2 separate regions of the Zea mays genome follow, and region 2 is linked to region 1. The links are chromatin contacts, called in public Hi-C maps. All regions are on one chromosome and are shown on one strand. Each heading gives the region's core, a stretch centred on a gene start, on an enhancer-like site or on the middle of the called end of the contact. The rest is flanking DNA. Distances are from core to core; before and after follow the strand shown. Region 1 holds the start of LOC100274149 (OSJNBa0059D20.8-like protein). Region 2 holds the start of LOC100285991 (bile acid sodium symporter/ transporter).

Region 1 (2,700 bases), core at 134-2,633:
TCGACCGATTCTCGAAGATGGCTCATTTCATACCCTTGAAACACCCATTCTCTGCCTTGCAAGTGGCCCAGGAATTGCTGGATCAGGTGATTAAGTTACATGGCCTTCCGAAAACGATTGTTTCAGATCGCGACCGGATCTTTACAAGCAACCTCTGGCAACACTTGTTCACTCGGTTCAACACTAAGCTACTCCTCAGCACAGCCTACCACCCTCAAACCGATGGCCAGAGCGAGAGAGTAAACCAATGCCTCGAGATGTATCTCCGCTGTGCAGTTGCTGAAACTCCAAAGAAATGGAAACGATGGTTGGCGTTAGCCGAATTCTGGTATAATACATCCTTTCATACATCCTTATGATGCTCCCCATTCAAGGCAATCTATGGCTATGATCCAGACTGCTCTTTTCTTCCAGCGTCTGCGGCCAAACCAGACCCAACAGCTGAAGATTTTCTGTGGGACAGGGAAGTGCAGACTGACAGACTCAAACAGCATCTCACAGTGGCTCGCAACCGTATGAAAATTCAGGCCGACAAACACCGGATCGACCGTCAGTTCCAAGTTGGGGATCAAGTTCTGCTCAAGCTCCAACCATACACTCAGCACACAGTGGCCAAGCGTATTTGTCCCAAGCTTGCATACCGTTACTATGGGCCATTTTCAGTTCTTCAGAAACTAGGCGCAGTTGCTTACAAACTAGATCTTCCAGCAACTTCTCAAATTCATCCAGTCTTCCACGTCTCTCAGTTGAAACCATTTACTCCAAACTATACTCCTGTGTTTACTGAGCTCCCCACTCTAACAGATCTGTCGGTCCAAGGGACTGAACCCCTTCAGGTGCTCGATCGTCGCATGGTAAAAAAGGGACACAAGGCAATCGTCCAGGTGCTCGTCAGGTGGAAGAATCTCGACCCTGCTGCCACCACATGGGAAGACTACACGGTGTTGAAGCATCGCTTTCCTGAAGCAGTTGCTTGGGGCCAAGCAACACCTGAGGCCGGGGGAGATGTCACGGCAGACACTGCCGGACTGGAGGAAGCAGCCGGACTGAAGGAAACAGAGACTGAGCTGAACCGTATTCTGTAAGGGGTGTTTGGTTTCTAGGGACTAATGTTTAGTCCCTACATTTTATTTCATTTTAATTCCAAAACTATCAAATATAGAAATTAAAACTTTTTTTAGTTTCTATATTTAGCAATTTATAGACTAAAAATAAATAAAATGAAGAGACTAAACATTAGTCCCTAAAAACCAAACACCCCCTAAACTACGTCGTATCCTTGTAAGCGGAAACGCATTCTGGGTGTGTGGGACCCATGTATCAGGGTTGTCTAGTCAGGCTTATAAGCCGGGACGCCGAACTGTGAACACTATCTACCATCTGGAATAGAAAACCACAAACCTGGCAGCCCTCCGGCTGATCCAGCGTCTTCCTCGCCATCGCCGACACGCTCACCGGCGATCCACTGCTCGGCTCACGTCCGGCGTAGGCGCGTCGTGGCCACGGGTCGTCACACGGTGCTCTCAGCGAACTTGCCCCACCGGCCCGCCCTTCCCGGGCCTTACCTGATTCCCCGTCCTCCAGCGCTGGGCGCTGGCTGTGCTGCAGCGTAGCCGCACCTCCAGACCTCCGCCGGGTCCCCTGGCTGCTGGCGACGAACGCCCCTGCGCAGTGCGTGTGCGCCAGTGCCTGCCGGCGGCCGACCGCAGTTCTTTGCCTTGCCTCTGTTGCTCGTCTTCTTGCATTTCTGGTGAGCAAAATAAGTACTGAGACATTAGATTAGGTGTTGGCCCATGCTTGGAATTGCTTGTTGACTGCTTGTGAAATGTGAATCAGTTGTTGGTAGACAGTACAAAATAGGGACGAAGGTTTCCATATGCCCGTGATTGGTGATTGGTTGTGAAATGTGAATTTATGATTTAACATATCTGCATATAATTGGGGCTTAGGACTGATCACTGATGTGCCTTCTTTTTGCTTGTTTTCTGTAAGACCGACTCTTATGTTTCAACAATTTAATTGTCGGCTGTGTAAGTTTTGAACTTTTCTGTTGAATTTAAGGTATTGTGAGGTCTTATAGATACATTATCTCTCTTTACCAAACCGTTTACCAAATTTTGTATTGTATTGTATAGGGACTTTTTAGTTAGGCACACCCTGTATTCTAATCTTGGGTCTTCACCGCATGGAAACATTGATGTACAGCACCACAATAGAGAGTAGATTAAGGTCAGTAAAATGTAATTTGTTACATGTTCTAGAGTTGATGTACGACAATACAATACAGAGTTCATTCCGTGGATCACTGAAATAAAATTTCTTCATGTGCTTAGAGTACAATACAGAGTTCATTCGAAATGGATGAAGATGAAATGCTCAATACTTTCATGTCCATTAGAAGGCATAAGCCAAACAAGAAGTAATATTGACTTATTGTAGATAGATGTGTAAACTTCTTGTTTCACACTCTGCTACTTCAACACAGATGGGTCTCAATGCCGTGGTGGCCGCTTGCTACGCCCTTCCAGTACTCATCTCTGTGCTCACAGTCCGCTTCTTCTACGTGTTGTGGCACAGTGGCCAATCAGCATCGAGACCACGCAACACCAGATTGCGTTGTCTCATCATCCTTGGCTCCGGTGAGTCTATTGCGATGTTGCCTGTCAAATACCTTATGGACAAGTTTTAGGTACAGTTGCC
Region 2 (2,700 bases), core at 130-2,629, 380 kb before region 1:
TTCCAAGATTGGTGGGCTAATTTGGAGGGCAAGGTCCCTCATGTGCTGCGCAAAGGGATTAACTCCCTTGTGATGTTGTTGGCATGGTGGCTTTGGAAGCAGCGGAATAAATGTGTGTTTGAGGGGGATGCTCCTAGTGGCAACCAAATTATACAGAACATCAAAGACGGCGCTCAGAGGTGGTGTCTGGCGGGTGCCAAAGATCTGTGCACCATCTGGCCTTAGTTTAGGGGCAGTTGTTGATGTCTTTTGGCTGTCTTCTATATGGATGTTTATGTGTATTTTTGTTTCTGGCCACCGTAAGGTCGTTTTTCTTTTGCTTTTTACTCTGTACTCTGGTCTATTTAGACCATTATTGACTTATTGTTTCTTCTATCTTCGTAATATATTTAACGCGCAGTTCTCCTGCGCGTTTTAGAAAAAAACGTTTTAGAAAAAAAACCAAGTAGTCTACTACTGTTGGCATCTCAATTTCAGTGTTCAACGAATACAAGAGTATGAACTCAGAATTGCATAGATATTCTTAATTTGTCCATAGAAATAAAAGAGAAGGGGGAAAATTTCCCCTCTCTAACAGAAATTGGGAGTGTAACAAACTGGGCTCAGCTGACAGTCTTACCACATTGGATGCAGTTCCTCCAGGACAGCATCCCAGCAGGATGAGGCCAGCTGAGAGCGACGGGGGAAGCCCCAGCGCGTGGCTAATGATAGCGCCAAACGCAGGCATTATGGTGTACTGGGCGGCACACCCGAACAAAATCTGCAGCAGGAAAACACCTTGTTGAATTGAATCAACCAACCACCGTTCGGATATCCATTCACGGTTGCACTTGCACGGGGGGAGAAGGAGATCGAGCGAGAAGGGATACAGGTCCGCCGATCCAGTCACGTACGGCGAGGGGCCTGTCGCGGAGGAGGGCGGCGAAGTCACTGAGCTGGAGCGTGAGGCCCATGGCGAGCATGATGAAGCCGAGCGTAGCGGTGTAGGACCCCGGCGCCAGCGCCACGAACCACCGGAACGCCTCGGGCCGCGTGAAGGCCACGGAGGCGCCGGCTGCGACGTAGGCCGGGTACAGCCCCGCCGCGGCGGACAGTGCCGCGTGCCACCGCGGCGCGGGCGCGGCGGGGCCGGTGGCCGCGAGGCATTGGACTTGGAGGAGGGCGGGAAGGCGTAGGCGCCGCCTGGAGAAGGGACGAGGGAACCTTGGCCTCGGTGCGAGCCGGGAAATGGAGTTCTCGGCGGGGATGGGTCGGAGGGGGAGGGGGAGGGGGAGGAGGAGGAGAGGAGCCATGGCAGGCGCTGGCGTGGCGGCTGGCGCACGGTGGTTGGTTTTTGTCCGTGGTGCGCGCACGAGTATTTCTCTACTAACTACTGAGTCTACAGTGTAGACTGCTCCCGCCGATTCCCTACCCTGCGGCTAACTATTGAGTCTACAGTGTAGACTGCTCCCGTCGATTCCCTACCCTGCGGATTACGCGCACGCCCGCCCCCCCCCCCCCCCCACCGCGATTCCCCTCCGTACGCGCGCGGATCACGCGCCCGCCGCGCAGGCCCCTACGAATCCCGCCGCGAAACCCTACGCGCGCGGATCACACGCCCGCCGCCATGCCCCTACAAATCCCGCCGACCGGCGCCACTACAGCACACCCATCGCCATGTCGCTCCCTACGCCCGCAACGGCCGCCTCCCTACGCGTGGGTGACCGGCAGCACCTCGTCTCTCTCGTGTGCCAATGGCGCCGCCTCCATCCTACCCGGTCTCCGCCTCCGTCACCGCGTTCGTCAAGGTGGAGGACGCCCCAACCCCTTTGGTGGCCTCCCCGACGGCGCTGCCTCTGTCCTACCCGACCTCGAGTTCATTGAGATCCAGAAGGAGCAGGCGCAAACTTCTCCGTGCACGGGAGGTCAAGCGGAGTATGCGCGAACTTCTTTGTGTTGTCGCAGCGCGACCTCGGCCAGCGCAGGGCGCAGCCCCGGCGGCACGGGCGCGGCCTCCCGGTCACGGCACGGGCGCGTGGCCGGCGACCCGACCCCGGCGCGGCGGCCCCCGTCCCCGACGAGAGCGAGGCGCGGCCTCCGACGCGCGGGCACGGCCCTTGGCGGCGTGGACGCTGCCCCAGAGGCACGCGGGCGCGGCGGCCCCGTCGAGGGCGCAGCCGTGGCATACGGGCGCGCGGTGACACGGCCCCAGCCTCGGTACGACGGGCGCGACCCCATCTAGGCGCGGCCTCGAGCTTCGTGGCCATCTCCTTGGGCAAGGCGCGAGCACGGTCTGCATCCGCGCAGGACCGTGCGTGGACAGAGCGGCGTCCACACCAGTGCGTGCGCACTCGCCGCGTCCTACGGCGGATCCGGCTGGTGCCTAGACGCCTGGAGTCTAACGGTTGGTGCTCGTGTCGCACGGCAACGCGATGATGGAGCAAATCGGAGAGCCTCGGTTCGCCCTCCAATGTGAGTTCATCTCTTTCCTGCTACTCCATTGCCTCTTCTATAATTACGATGTTAGTGTTCTTTCCTGCGTGTGGCTGGATTGTCACGGTTGTACAGCTTCCCGAGCCGCCATGCTAACTTCATGGAGGAATTTGGTAAAATGGGTCGCTCGTACTTGTCGCTCTACAAAATACACCGCTTCAAGCTAACCTCGTAAAAAAGGGTCGCTCGAGTCTGCGCGCTCGCCAAAAGAGGTCACGAGTAATTTTG

Evidence for each region. A called contact is a pair of places that touch in the nucleus more often than the background predicts.
Region 2: a contact with region 1 is called in a Hi-C map of ear, with 2.8 times the contacts expected there. The contact joins the promoter of LOC100285991 here to the promoter of LOC100274149 in region 1. A contact is called at or near these places in 4 of 25 Hi-C or Micro-C datasets (bundle sheath, ear, endosperm and 1 more).

What each region holds. Positions count from the first base shown.
Region 1 is chr3:142,122,102-142,124,801 of Zm-B73-REFERENCE-NAM-5.0, reverse strand. LOC100274149 (OSJNBa0059D20.8-like protein) reads left to right here and starts at 1,383. Exons shown (of 5, transcript NM_001148527.1): 1 at 1,383-1,750; 2 at 2,486-2,639. The coding sequence starts at 2,486.
Region 2 is chr3:142,502,939-142,505,638 of Zm-B73-REFERENCE-NAM-5.0, reverse strand. LOC100285991 (bile acid sodium symporter/ transporter) reads right to left here and starts at 1,379. Exons shown (of 7, transcript NM_001372350.1): 1 at 894-1,379; 2 at 620-760. The coding sequence starts at 1,292.